Linked DNA regions of Oryctolagus cuniculus: regions 2 and 3 are each linked to region 1. A link is a contact called in public Hi-C data. All regions are on one chromosome and are shown on one strand. Each heading gives the region's core, a stretch centred on a gene start, on an enhancer-like site or on the middle of the called end of the contact. The rest is flanking DNA. Distances are from core to core; before and after follow the strand shown.

The links. A called contact is a pair of places that touch in the nucleus more often than the background predicts.
Region 2: a Hi-C map of embryonic fibroblasts shows a contact between it and region 1, with 2.9 times the contacts expected there. The contact joins the enhancer-like site here to the promoter of HIVEP2 in region 1. A contact is called at or near these places in 3 of 6 Hi-C or Micro-C datasets (embryonic fibroblasts, liver and skin fibroblasts).
Region 3: a Hi-C map of psoas muscle shows a contact between it and region 1, with 3 times the contacts expected there. The contact joins the enhancer-like site here to the promoter of HIVEP2 in region 1. A contact is called at or near these places in 3 of 6 Hi-C or Micro-C datasets (ear pinna, psoas muscle and skin fibroblasts).

The regions. Positions count from the first base shown.
Region 1 is chr5:25,695,100-25,699,480 of mOryCun1.1, reverse strand. HIVEP2 (HIVEP zinc finger 2) reads right to left here and starts at 1,856. Exons shown (of 10, transcript XM_051855304.2): 1 at 1,546-1,856.
Region 2 is chr5:25,819,892-25,824,272 of mOryCun1.1, reverse strand. All of the region lies in intron 2 of HIVEP2 (HIVEP zinc finger 2), which reads right to left. Among named protein-coding and RNA genes, the nearest start is that of HIVEP2, 120 kb to the right of the region's middle. Within about 2 kb of position 1,747, at least 1 of the 8 cell types and tissues checked has an H3K27ac peak or open chromatin away from gene starts, as enhancers often do.
Region 3 is chr5:25,762,420-25,766,800 of mOryCun1.1, reverse strand. All of the region lies in intron 1 of HIVEP2 (HIVEP zinc finger 2), which reads right to left. Among named protein-coding and RNA genes, the nearest start is that of HIVEP2, 67 kb to the right of the region's middle. Within about 2 kb of position 2,155, at least 1 of the 8 cell types and tissues checked has an H3K27ac peak or open chromatin away from gene starts, as enhancers often do.

The sequences.
Region 1 (4,381 bases), core at 607-3,106:
GACATCACCCCCGCCACACACACACACACACACACACGGCCAGAGCAGTGTTTTCCTGTCTCATCCCGGCCAGCACCCGGCGCACAGAATGGAAGGGCGGGGGTGGGGGTGAAGGGAGGTGAGCGAGAGGAGAGGCAGCAGTCGCACATCTGCTCCGATAGCAGCCGGCAGGGCCGCCGCGGCAGAGCCCCCTCGTTAACCCCCTTCCTGTGGCTGCACCACGTCATGGAACATTCCCGGAACGGGCCAACGTTCCACCCACTTCAGGGAACAGACATAAAGGCGCAGACCCAGCTCCCCACAGTGCACAGCCCAAACACACATGTCCCTTCCCGGTCCCCGGCCAGACGCACAGACCAACACGCATGCAAACAGCCCCCCACCCGTCTCCACGCGCCCCGGGGCCAGTCGGGCCGCGGCCGGGGGCGCTGTGCGGCCGCTGCACCCGCAAAGCGAGGACGCCGCCGCCTGAGCCTTCCATCGAGACAGTCCCCTCCTTCCTCGCTTCCTTCCTTCTCTCCTGCCGTCTTCCTTCCTTCCTTGATGGGGAGGAGAAAGGAGGCACTGAAATGCCCACAGCCGGCGCCCGGGCTGCGCTCGTTCGGCCGCAGGCCGGCGGCCGGGCCCTCGCGCCGCCCGCGCCGCCCCCCGGCCCGCGCCGCGGCCCCCTCCCCCGCTACCTGACCACGGGCGGCCAGCGGCCGCGGCAGCCGCAGCGGTGGTGCGCGCCGGTGCACGTCCCTCATTAGGAACCAGGCACATTCCTGCCTCCAGCGCTCCCGCGCGGCCCCCTCCCCCCAGGACATTACGCAAAGCAGCCTCCCCTCATCTGCATAGATCCCCGGCCAGGGTATTCCCCGCATTTCCCAACGCACCGGACCCCCCCACCCCCGCCGAGGTCTCTCCCATCCCCGCCCCCTCCGACCCTCACCCTGGCGGAACCGGCAAGGGGCCAGGGGCGCGCGCGCCGGCGAGGCGGATGGAGTTCAGCGGCGGCGATTTCGCTAATAAAGTGAAACAAGCTCCTAACGCTGGACGAGGCAGGAAAAACGCAGCACCGAGGCCACTTACCGAGCCGAGGAGGGACCTAGATTCCCGCCGCTCCGCTCTCCCAGTGGTCGGTCCGCCCTCCGCGCACCCCGGCGCGGCACCCAGCACCCCCGAGCGCGGACGTGGAGCGACGCCGTTCACCAGCTGGGAGACCCTCCAAGTTGCTCCGGGCTCCGGGAGCGCCAACGGCCAACACACAACTTGGCAAATACTTGTGCCACAGTCACCGTGGGGTTTGTGCGGCGACCCTCCTGCGCCCAGCTCGCCGCCTCTCCACCCCCTCACCTCCAGCCCGCCCCCGCCGGCCGCCCGCCCGCCCGCCCGCCCGCCCGCCTCCGGGCCGCGAGCCCCTCAGGCGGCTGTCAGCTCCCGGCCGCCGCCGCCGCTGCCGCTGCCGCCGCCGCCGCCGGGTGACAGGGGCGGGAGGAGGGCGCGACGCGGCGGCCCGAGCCCGAGCGGGCGAGGGGGATCCTCGCAGCCGCGGCGGCCGCTCACCTGGAAAGTCACCGCTGAGGAGGAGAAGGAGGAAGAGGAGGAGGGAGAGGAGGTGGAGGAGGAAAGCCCCCCGGTGCCCTTGTTGTCGCTGCCGCGGCGGCCGCTCCTCGCCGAGGCTGAGCGTGTCTGGTGGGGGGTGTCTGGTAGCATTTCCTTAAGGACAGAGGGAGGGCGGGCGCGGAGGGAGGGGAGAGATCCCGACCGCCGGCCGCGGCTCCTCTCGCCTTTATTTATTTTTCTGACACTGTACGCAGAGGGGCGCGGGGCCGGGGCCGCCGGGCTCGGGCGGGAGCCGCGAGGCCCGGGCCGCAGCTGTCTGCGTGCGGGAGCCGCAGCGGCCGCCTCCCCTCCCGGGCTGTGGACGCACCGGGTTATTCCTGGCAGCGCCTCCCCGAACAGAAGTTACTAGGAGGAGTGCGCGGCGAGGGCGGGCGGAGGGAGGGAGGAAGAGGGAGAGACTCAGCCAGCGACGTCATCGGATCCCCCAGCGCGTCCCAGGGAGGGAGGCCGAACCAGAAAAACCAGTCTGGAGCCGGAGAGCGGGGAGCGCGGGGCGGCGCGCGGGGCGACCCGGGCGCGAGGGCAGGGCCGGCCCCTCGGCGGCCGCGCTGGGTGGGAGATTGCGGCTGTCCTCCCGCTGGCGGGCAGCGGGGAACTCCCTGAAGAGCTGGTCTCTGCTTGTCATGAAACACACACACACACACACACGGGCGTCTCTGTAAGCCTGAGAATTTCCTTTAAGGATGTGGAAACCTCCCTCGCCCCCACTCCTCCCCATCTTCCACATTTCCCAGAGAATCTTTCCCTGCCTGCCTGCCGAACAGAATTACATAATAACCAGTCCCGACCTCAGATTTTTGTTCGAGGACCTCGGATCCCTTGCCTCTCCCGAGCCCCCGCCTCTATTCACAATTCTGGTATCGGTCCAGAAAAATAAGACCAGCCTGCAGCTCCTAGGTGCATTTCTGGAGCTTAGCAGAGTGTTTTACCAGCACTTTCCGTGCCCCTGCGGAAGCGCCAACTTTTCTCGCGCGCGCGCAACGCCCCCGGGATGCTTTCCCGGGGTCGCTTCCCGGGACGCCTCGGGCGCACCCAGGGACCACAGTCCACCCCCGTCGGGGTTTCCAAATGGGCTTGGGCAACGGCAGAGCCAGGCAGCTGCTGGGCTCCCGGTGGGTCGCGCCGGGACCTCGGGGCGGGCAGCCACCTCCACCCGCGCGCTCCCCTCATCTCGGAAGGGACCGGGAGTAGGAGCGCACCCAGCCCAGGGAGGGCGGGCGAGGGAATCCCAGGCGAGCGGGGGCCGAGGCTCTCTGGGCTTCCTCCCCGGCCCGGCGACACCTGGGATCCCTCGAGCCGTTACCCGGCGCGTGTGGACTCGTGTGCACTCTCCGGCGAGGTTCCCGGGAGGCCAGCGCCCGGAGCGCCTCCTCCGGGTGGGCTCCCCGCCGGGCGCGGACCGCGCTCCACCACGCCTGGGCTTCCGAGTCGCCGCGCCCGGCCGAACCCAGCCGAGCGCCCCGGGCGCCTCCCCGCTCGCCTCTTCCCCTCCTCCCCCGGCCGCGCCACCGCCCTGCCTGGGGCGGAGTAAACAAGAGACGCGCAAGATTTGACCTGGCGCGACCCGGCTTTCTGGCCGGGGTTCCCCCTGAGCAGGTGACTCCGTGGGAGGGGTGGAAATTAGTCTCTGGAATTCCGGGCCAAAGACATGCACTGTGGTTCTGCTTTTAAAGCAGGTATTTCACCAACGGCTGCGCTGTGTTTTGCGTCTCGAATTTCAGATTTCGCAGAAAGGGACCAAATGTCAGGACTTAAAATATTCCCTTCCCTTTTCATTAAAAAGGGATACATTAAAGAGGCGGGCAGCCCCTTCAGGGACGGCCACAGTAGCGCTGCTGGTTTCGTTTTGGTTTGCTTTTGTTTTTCATTTCGATCTATACTCCGGGGGATTTGAGGCCTCCGAGCAGTGGCGATGTCGTTGGCACCGGCGACCCTATACAAACAAGCGGTGATACCTTTTTCTTACTCGATTTTTTTCGGAGGAGAAAATCTGAACATTGGGAATACGTTCCACCGTGTCCGTCCTTTAGGTTCATCTCACTCACATTCGGGGCCTACTTCCGCTTAAGCAGCTTCTGCTTTCATTGTATAGGTCGTTTAATAGTCAACCTTTGTTAAGTGGAAGACCTTAAGAACAACTCGCGGGATCATCATTTTCCTCTAAGTGTGTATCATTGCATTTTTAAACATCCATTTAAAACGCAAAATCTGATTTCCAAAAACGTTTTTTTCATTTTGAAACCCACCTGCTATATAGTCCCAGAGCCCATTTTATTTAATTGCTTAATAGCCAAGATTAAGCAATTGCTGTAAGAATCCAATTTCTCTTAAGCACGCACAACAGCAGCTGCCCAAGTTCCCAGAAACTGAGCAAGGAAAGTTAACAGGCAGCATTTTGCTTCACTAGGATGATCGTTAGTTGAAGCCTTAAATGGCTGTTGAAAAGTCCGGATTAAGTAGTGTAATGTGAATATGAAGATATTCAGGTAATTTGGATAGTTCAATTTAAAAACAAATAGGCACAGCAAACATACATCCATTTTGGTGATCTGATCCCAAGGCCCATGGAGAATCCATGAAAGTAGCCTTAAATCAAAGGTGGAGGCGTTTTCATTAGTTCATTTGTTTCAAAAATCATCAAGACCTAAAGAAGACAGCATGGACTGTGTTGAAGGGAAAGTAAAAATGCATGTGAATCCCCGGCAACTAGGCGGTCTCGCCTCTGCTAGGAAGAATACCTTCTTTAAGTGAATGTGTCTTTGTGGCCAGTAGCAAG
Region 2 (4,381 bases), core at 498-2,997, 120 kb before region 1:
TCAAGAGTTGGTACAGGTTCTCTAATGCCTACTATACTGACGTGCTAGCTATATTCAAGGCATACTATGCTCTCTAGATCTCTCCATGCCCTCCCTGCCTCTTTTTTCTTTTTCGTTTCCTTTCCACTTAACCAATCTATCTTCCAGACATACCAAGTTACTTTTCATTCCATGTTCATATCAATATTATCTATTCCATCTCTCTGCTTGTGTGAATGTAATTCTCTCCCCTTGTCAATATCTTGCCCATCTTTAAATCCTTCTTCAGGAATATTTCTGATCTCAAGCCCCCAACCCCAACATACCTATGAGAAAATGACTTCTTTCCCCCTCTGAATTTACATAGCATTTCATTTATTCATCTCTGAGGGTACTATTATAAGCTTCTACTACTACTGTAAGCTTCCTTATATCCAAGCCAGGTATACAGCAGTCTTATCTGAGTTTTAGGGTGTATAACCAACTTGAAGGCTGAAATGCAGACCTGCTCATCTTTGTGTTCTTCCTCAGCACCAGAATACTCAATTCACATGGAAGAGATTCCGTAAATATTCATGGAATTTAACTGAACTAAAGCTTTTACAAATAGCCAAATATGCTCAGGTACCATGTAAGAAGAATGGGAACTCAAGCTAACTGAGTGTTGGTGTCTGTGAGGACTGGTGTTCTCAAAATTTCCATTAAGACTGATGACAGAATCAAGCTCTGCTACAGTCAATGAATAATTTATTTGTGCACAAAGCATTCTGTTAATGGAAATCTTTTTATGGCTCAAGATCTAAAATATACTTACTGCCCCCTACTTATTAAATGTTTGCTTTAATCATTAGTACAGAAGGTAATGACAAATGGTAATTACAGGATCATTATAAGCTCTTAAACAATTTAATCAAGAGTATCTCTTCTGAAATTTAGAAACTCTTTGTGGACGGCAATGGGGTGGATAATACTGGAACTGGACAACTCATTGCTCTCATCAAATTAAGAAACTAATGTTTTCTGTTGTTAGAAATACCACCAATTGAGAGGGTAACTTTAGGTTCAACAGGCTGGTAGGTTTCTTTCAGATGTGAGTGCTCAGTTAAGCCACCCCTCCGCTTGCATGAACTACACTGCCTCAGTCACATACACCATGGAGAAGGAGATGCGCGTGTGTTTGCGTAGATGGTGCAGGTCTGCCAAGAGACATTCCTTTGCTGTGCTATTTCAGCAAGTCGTGAGATGGCAACGACCATGCTCTTCAAAATGAAAAGATAGCTATTTTTCCTCTACGTTTGTATTTTAGGAGGCTGAAAAGCACACTTCTGGCTGCTGTGACATCTCTGACATGTACACATGTCCCTGAGGAAGTGAATTTGTGGGGGATTTCAGCGGGTTAAGGTTGAGAAGATCTAAAACCATGTTAAGTTCTTGTAAACATTTAAGGAGCCAAAAGGTCAGCAAGAAGAGGAAGAAGCCCCCTGAAATTCCTGCCTGGAAAAAGAAAAGTTAAGTCATATAAAATTTATACTTTTGTAGGTGGACGATCAAATTCATGCTTTTCAACTGGTGTGCAAATTCATCACACGGCTTTTCATACCAGCTTCTCTCTTTATCTCCCTTCTTCTATTAAAAGTAATATTCAAACTCCCAGGCTCAAAGCCTGAAGTCATCACTGACAGCTTTTTCCTGCTTCCCACCCGCACACTGCACACACACACACACACACACACACACACGCCCTCTCCCATCCTCAGTCAGGCAGTCCTACACAGGCTTCCTGTGCACTTTCCCTCACATTGTGTGCAGCCTGTCAATCTTTTCCACTTCCACTCCAACTCAGACCCTGAATTGTTGTCTGACCTCCCACTGCACAAAGATCAGAAGTTACTCTGGGTCCACGTGGCAAATTTCCAAAGGACAGGTCTGGGCCCAGTGCCTTTGGATACATGGAATCCAGGGACAATTATCAGAGGCATTGACCTGTTAAGAAAGCATCAAAATAGACTTAAGGAAAATAATCTTTAGCTGAAGCCCCAAGGGCACCATAATGCAAAATATGCAAAATGAAGAACTGAGGGGGAAGACTGGAGGAAGTCAAGTCAGAAGCAATTCTCTGTACTTAGGATTCAAGTATTCACTCAAGTGTTTTGTGCAGTGCCTTCATCTGTGATCTAAGTGTGGGAGGAGCCCCCAAAGAGCACACATCAGGTGACAATTCCCGGTGGGAATTCATGGAAGTGCCTCTTAGGTGGCTTTGTGCTTGCACTGATGGCTGCACCCACTCACTCCACCCTCACTTCCACTCCCTACGCCACTGCCATCCAACACAGCCCTGCCAGAACGATCTTCCTAAATCACAGCGCTGAGTGCACCACTCCTCTGCTCAGGAGCAGTCGTGGGCCTCCCAGCACAGCCAGCACAGCCAGATCCCATGTGTGCACAGCCCTTAACCCTGCACCCAGGACAGCTGTGCTCTGCCTTCACTTGACGCTGGCACCTGCTTCTTTCTTCCAGGGATCCCTGACATTCTGAGGCCATATTTTAGGTTATCTCATTAAATCTTTTAAGCCTTCAAAGTCTGAGCCCTTTAATCATTCCAGAGGACCCTACAGAGGGGGCTGAATGTTCAGACACTAGGATCTGAGTAGGAAAGAAGATTATAAAATCAGAGGACCACAAATTTCAGTTACAGTTTCGTAGAAAACAATAGCTACGAAATTTTTGCTTTCATGGTCAAGACAAGGAAAAGAATACATGCTTGTGTGAGAATGTAGGTGCCTTGATTTAGTTTTATTTATTTTGTGGGGAAGAGGGTTATTATTTTACTTTAAAAACAGTCTTTTTGCATTAAAATATCATCAAAAATTCAGAAATTTGTTCCTATGACTCTGCTCTAGATATTTAATAAATATCAGATGTGCTGATTGATATCACTCACATAATTAAGATTAAATATGTGCCTGGGCATCAGTTTTTCAGGCCACCAAAAGATTTTAAAACTCATAGAAAATATTTTTATTGCTGGCGCCGTGGCTCACTTGGCTAATCCTCCACCTGCAGCGCCAGCACCCCATGTTCTAGTCCCGGTTGGGGCGCCGGATTCTGTCCCGGTTGCTCCTCGTCCAGTCCAGCTCTCTGCTGTGGCCCGGGAAGGCAGTGGAGGATGGCCCAAGTGCTTGGGCCCTGCACCCACATGGGAGACCAGGAAGAGGCACCTGGCTAATGGCTTCGGATCGGCGCAGTACACCAGCCGCAGCACGCCGGCCATAGCGGCCATTTGTGGGGGTGAACCAATGGAAAAAGGAAGACCTTTCTCTCTGTCTCTCTCTCACTGTCTAACTCTGCCTGTCAAAAAATATTTTTATTAAATTCAATAACTGCTTAATTAGGCATTTACTTGTTTCTCAGTCATCACTTTTAAAAGACCAAAGAGGACACCAACACAATGAAGAACTATTTTGTCCCTTACAGTATAGAATGTGAGATAAAAATTTCACCTTAATCACTTTGTAAGCACAAAAATACAGACAAAAAAGTGACATGGGAGACATATTAAGTGTTATGGGAATTCTGAGAGCAGATGAAAGAAAACAAGAGGATAAACAATACTGAAATAAGAGAATTAACCACACTCTGACATCAGTGAAATACATTAACTAATAAACAAATAATAGATGAGGCAGAAAATGCAATTCAGAAAGTTTTTGTCTTTTGGCAAATCACAGATAAGAAGCTGATCAGGCTCACATATAAATAAAGGTCTATAAGTGGGGATTTTGTCCAATACCCAATTTAGGGATTGATAGTCACTCTTGACTATCAAGTATAAAGATGTTGCTTGAAGATTCTGAGATTCTCAGATCTAGGGAGGTGACTGGGTAAATGTAAGAGTTACTGCCCTCAGCTAGCTGATACCTTCAGAGGTCTGGAAAATACACATTCTACATGGAGTGCCTCAAATTTCTCAATCGTATGAGTTCTGATTCTCCCCCCCAAATTTAAATATGGCTTCTCTTTCTTCATATGAATCACACTCAACAACATGTCAAAAAAAGTTCTAATATTTAACCACTAGCAGCCCAGCAGACTGGTGTGACCTCTCAGTGAACATGACATATAATCTGAAGTCAGGAGAACCGGTGTTGAATTCTGGTTCCATGACTCACTAGTTCTGTGACTTTGAGTAAATCACTCACCTGTAACTCCACTCCCATCCCCACCAGTCTCCATTGCCTCATCATAAAATAAAATATGAGTAATATCTATATAACTGCTAATGCCTCAGATGAGATAATATACAAGGAAGCTATTTGTAAACAGCAGCGTGTTACCCAAATATTAGTGCATGTCTCAAAAATTCCGCTGTGTAGGTTCTGTTTGGAGAGTGAAAGATGAGAGG
Region 3 (4,381 bases), core at 906-3,405, 67 kb before region 1:
AGACTCAGTCACCAACGTGGCCTACATTGATGACAAAGGAGCCTCTCTTCTCGGAGATCCTTACTTGCCATTAAAAGCCCAGGTTCTCTGAGGCCTGGAGGCTTGCACCTTTAAAGGCATTTGGCCCCTTCCTTTGAGACAGTTTTCCACATAAAAGAGAAACCTTTGCTTAAGCTTTTCATTACAGATAGGGAAAACTGGCCTACACCCCCTCAGACCTGCCTAAGGGTCTTCGTCTCCAGGCCAAGTTCAGTCCACAACTAAGCTCTACCTTGACTCCTCCCACCCATCATACCCATACACAACTCAGGGTCACAATCCCAACTGTAGGTTCCTCATACCCCTATCGTCAGAGCAGTTAGAGAGAGCACTTCAAAACGTTTGTTAAAAAAGGAACCAAGTCTATTTTGTAGTTCTGAAATTGACGCATATCAGGGATCTTCAAGAAGGTCAGAGAAAATGTGTGTTATGGAAAACTATGAGAGGATCTTGAAAACTTTTGCACCAAAACAAACTTATCTTTTAATTTCATTTCCCACAAACTTTTTTTCATAAGATTTATTTATTTGTTTGAAAGGCAGAGTTACAGAGAAGAAGAGGCAGAGAGAGACAGAGATCTTCCATCCACTGGCTCACTCCCCAATTAGATGCAACAGCTGGATCTGGGCCAATCTGAAGCCAGGAGCCAGGAGCTTCTTCCAGGTCTCCCATATGGGTGCAGGGGCCCAAGGACTTGGGCCATCTTTTGCTGCATTCCCAGGCCATAGTAGAGAACTGGATCAGAAGTGGAGCAGCTAGGACTCGAACTAGCTGCCATATGGGATGCCAGCACTGCAGGCAGCAGCTTTACCTACTATGCCACAGTGCCGGCCCCTTCCACAGACTTTTTAAGTACCCTCATATAAAATCTATCTCCTCCCCAGCAGTTTCAGTCTTTCCTTTCTCCATGTTTGGGACCCTCATTCCTGGAACCACTGGGTTTCAAGTGAAGTCATCTTTGCCATCTCTAGTACTGTGATTGGATCCAACATGAGCCATACACCATTCTCTCCCCATTCTTGACTCAAGCTAATTGAGAACAGAAGTTTTTTTTTTTTTTTTTTTAGCTTATGCTTTATAGTGACAGTGCATAGATTCTTGTTCATTGGTACTATACGAGTACATTCTTAGCTCTCTTTAACTTTTTCCCTCAGAAGGAAGATAAATTCTTCAGTGGACCATGCCATGTGGCTTTATGAATACCTCTCTACTCAAATAAGTGCAACCTAAATAACAGAGAAGGAAGCAACTTTGGAGATGGCCTTACTTAGTTCACCACAGGGGTCAGACTGCGATTTTATAGAAAATAAAGCAGTTGTGGGCAATTAGTTATTTAAATATCCATAAGTCTCCAAGTCAAGAATTTCAAGTGTCCAGTAAAACAACTGAAAGGAAGCATATTTAAAATTTTTTCTTTACTTATTTTCATTTTATTTGAAAGGCAGAGAGAGAGAGAGACATACACCTGGGTGACTCCCCAAATGAAACCAGGAGCCCGGAACTCAAATTAGATCTCCCACATGGATGGCAGGGGCTCAAATACTTGAGCCATCACTGCTGCCTTCCTGTGTTAGCAAGAAGCTGGAATCAGGAGCAGAACCCAGACTCCAAGAATGACGTTGGGTGCAGGCATCTCAAGCAGTGACTTAACCATTATACCAAATGCCTGCATTTTTAAATAAAATTCTGCATGAAGAATATAACCCATTTGAGACATAACAAGAATCCCCCTACACAAGATAGAGGATACTCAGGGCTTCCTCTAGCTATGAGGCCATCAGATAGTATCACTGAACCTGAGTGAAGTTAGACAAACACCTTTGGTGAAAATTAGTGAACTTGAGTTCCAATATCTGTGTTCAAAAACATGGCCTCTGAAGTCCTGAGTTCAGCTCTCAGGACAGTCAGACCTACAGAGCTCCGTCTCTTATAGGTACTATGTCTTCTCCCAAGGGAAAGCAGTAGAACGAAACATTTCCACTAAAGTATATCTGTCTCTCTAAGCACCATATCTCCCCCATGATATGTGTCTCTTGCAGAGCGCCCAAACTCCTGCTCTGTGACAGGCCTTCCTAAGGCCACTACTGAGCATGAGCTGCTAACCCTGCTGACTCAGATGATGACATCTTGTTGTAGAAACCTGAGCTCCTTATGGTGGATCTAAGTATCAGTCGCTGGGGGCCAGGGCCAACCTCTGTCACAGGGGAGATTAAGACAACACAGTCAAAGCTGCAAAAGCTGCCCTAACTAATTACAAGAGTTTGATACCCTTATCAGAGATACAAAAGGACTCTGCCCAGAGACACCAGGCTCTCACTTGGTGTCATACCTGTGGTAAGGTCAGAGCCTAAGTCCCAGCAGATAAGCACTCAGCAGTAGAGCTTGCCACTAGCTGCTGTAAATACAGTGGGTGATTTTGAGCACAGAGCCCATTCATTTAGTAGGACTCAGTCCTCATCTTAAAATATCTACAGTAAACATGGAAGAACTTCAATGTGATTAATCACCAAGAAGAATTCATAAAACTAAGAAGTCATCCAATATTAATTCACTATCTACACAGGTAAGGAGAAGAAACATTTACCAAACAAAATACTTGATACCTTCCTAGATTGAGCTTTATAAATGGGTCATCAATTGGTCTGACACTGTCAGGTTCATTTTAACTGTAGGTAATTTTAAGGGCTTCTCTTTTCTGCTTATGTAATACTGGAGTAATGTTAATAGGAAATGGTAAAATTTAGTGTCACATTATCACAACGTTTTAGGCTGGTCTCTAGCATTTGCATCTTTCTTCAGAAGACCTGCAACATAACAGGAACTATAATGAAAGGATCACATATTAACCAGGAAACTCCACTGGCTGCACCTACCAAAGCTGATAAGCCAATCACTCATACTACACTCAGACAGTCTGATTATACATAAGTAATAAAAGTGCCTCCATAGAAACCAAGTACACAGTGGAATCTGCACACAGTGTGGAATCTGCTCTCTCTCACACTCAGAAAGGTCTCACCTCAAGCAAGGATTTTGCTAACTTAGGTTCACATAGCACCATACACTGACATCATTAGATTTCCCACCTTTGGAATTTCACAGTTTTAAGATCACTAAAAGCTCTGCATGTGGTGAAAGAAAATGTTTCAGAGAAAAGATCTGCATAGGTAGTTATAAAAATACCAAAGCAGATTCCACGCTAAGCTTTGCCAAAAAAGGAACAATTACTGTTGTCCATCAGCATGCAGCCTTGAAATTAAATTCTCTTCTCCAAACAGAAGCAGCCATCATATGATCAAAACTAGGCTGTCCTGCCCAAACTCAAATAGTTCTTATACGGAATACACACAATGCAATCAATAGACAAGCAGCTATTTCCCTCCCACACAAACTATAATCTTCTGTGAAATATATTTTTAATGAAGAATACAGAACCCTCCTACGTGTTTGGCTCTGCCCTCACACTCCTCCCCATAACAGCATAAAGAAAGGAAGAAGAATTTTATAGCTTCTAATAACATCTCTTATAATGTAGGGCCAAGAAGAATGGTAGCATATGAACTAACTCCTGAGTGGGTCTTTGGCACATAACGTTGCCCTTAGGATCACAGCAGAGCTAGTCACCAATGACCCCTGGGGGACAGTACAATGAAGGAAACATAAACAATGGATCTCACCAATATTTTAATGATTTTCTTTTAATTAGACACATGATGAAGGTTTAATTCATTCAACTCCTAATGACTCAAAATTCATGGAGTTCTGATTTTTAATCTTTCACAAATTTCAAATCATAAATTGCTTGTCATGAGTCATCCTGCCCATTCCAGAAGCAAGTTTTTGAAAGGAAAGCTCTTTTGTAGGTAAGCTTCATTCTTCTCACTCCTTTGATCATTTGAATTTTAAATGGCTAAAACTGAAACAACATGACTTAGGGAACAGACTTTTACCATTAAGCAAGCTAACTTAAAATGAGGTTAATAAAAATTATAATTGTTCATGCCCACTTAATGGAACTATATGTGACAAAACAGATAGGAATAAATTATCTTTCTACTAGGGTATTCTTTTTAATCCTATACAACATCTGCTTGAGGGAACCAGACTTTAGGATATATCTCATAATTTGGTTCCTTAGGGGGAAAGAAGTTCCAGTGGCAAGTAACCTTGGTAACCTGTTAAATGAAGAGGATAAAGACATTGTACCAGGGGAAAACAGAATAAAACTGGTGAAAAAAATTTTTTCATAAAGAACTAGAAAAGATAAGAAAATCTTTTACCTAAATGAAGTGAAGTAATGGCATTACACTAAAAGGAGCGTCTTAATTTTGTTTAATCATCA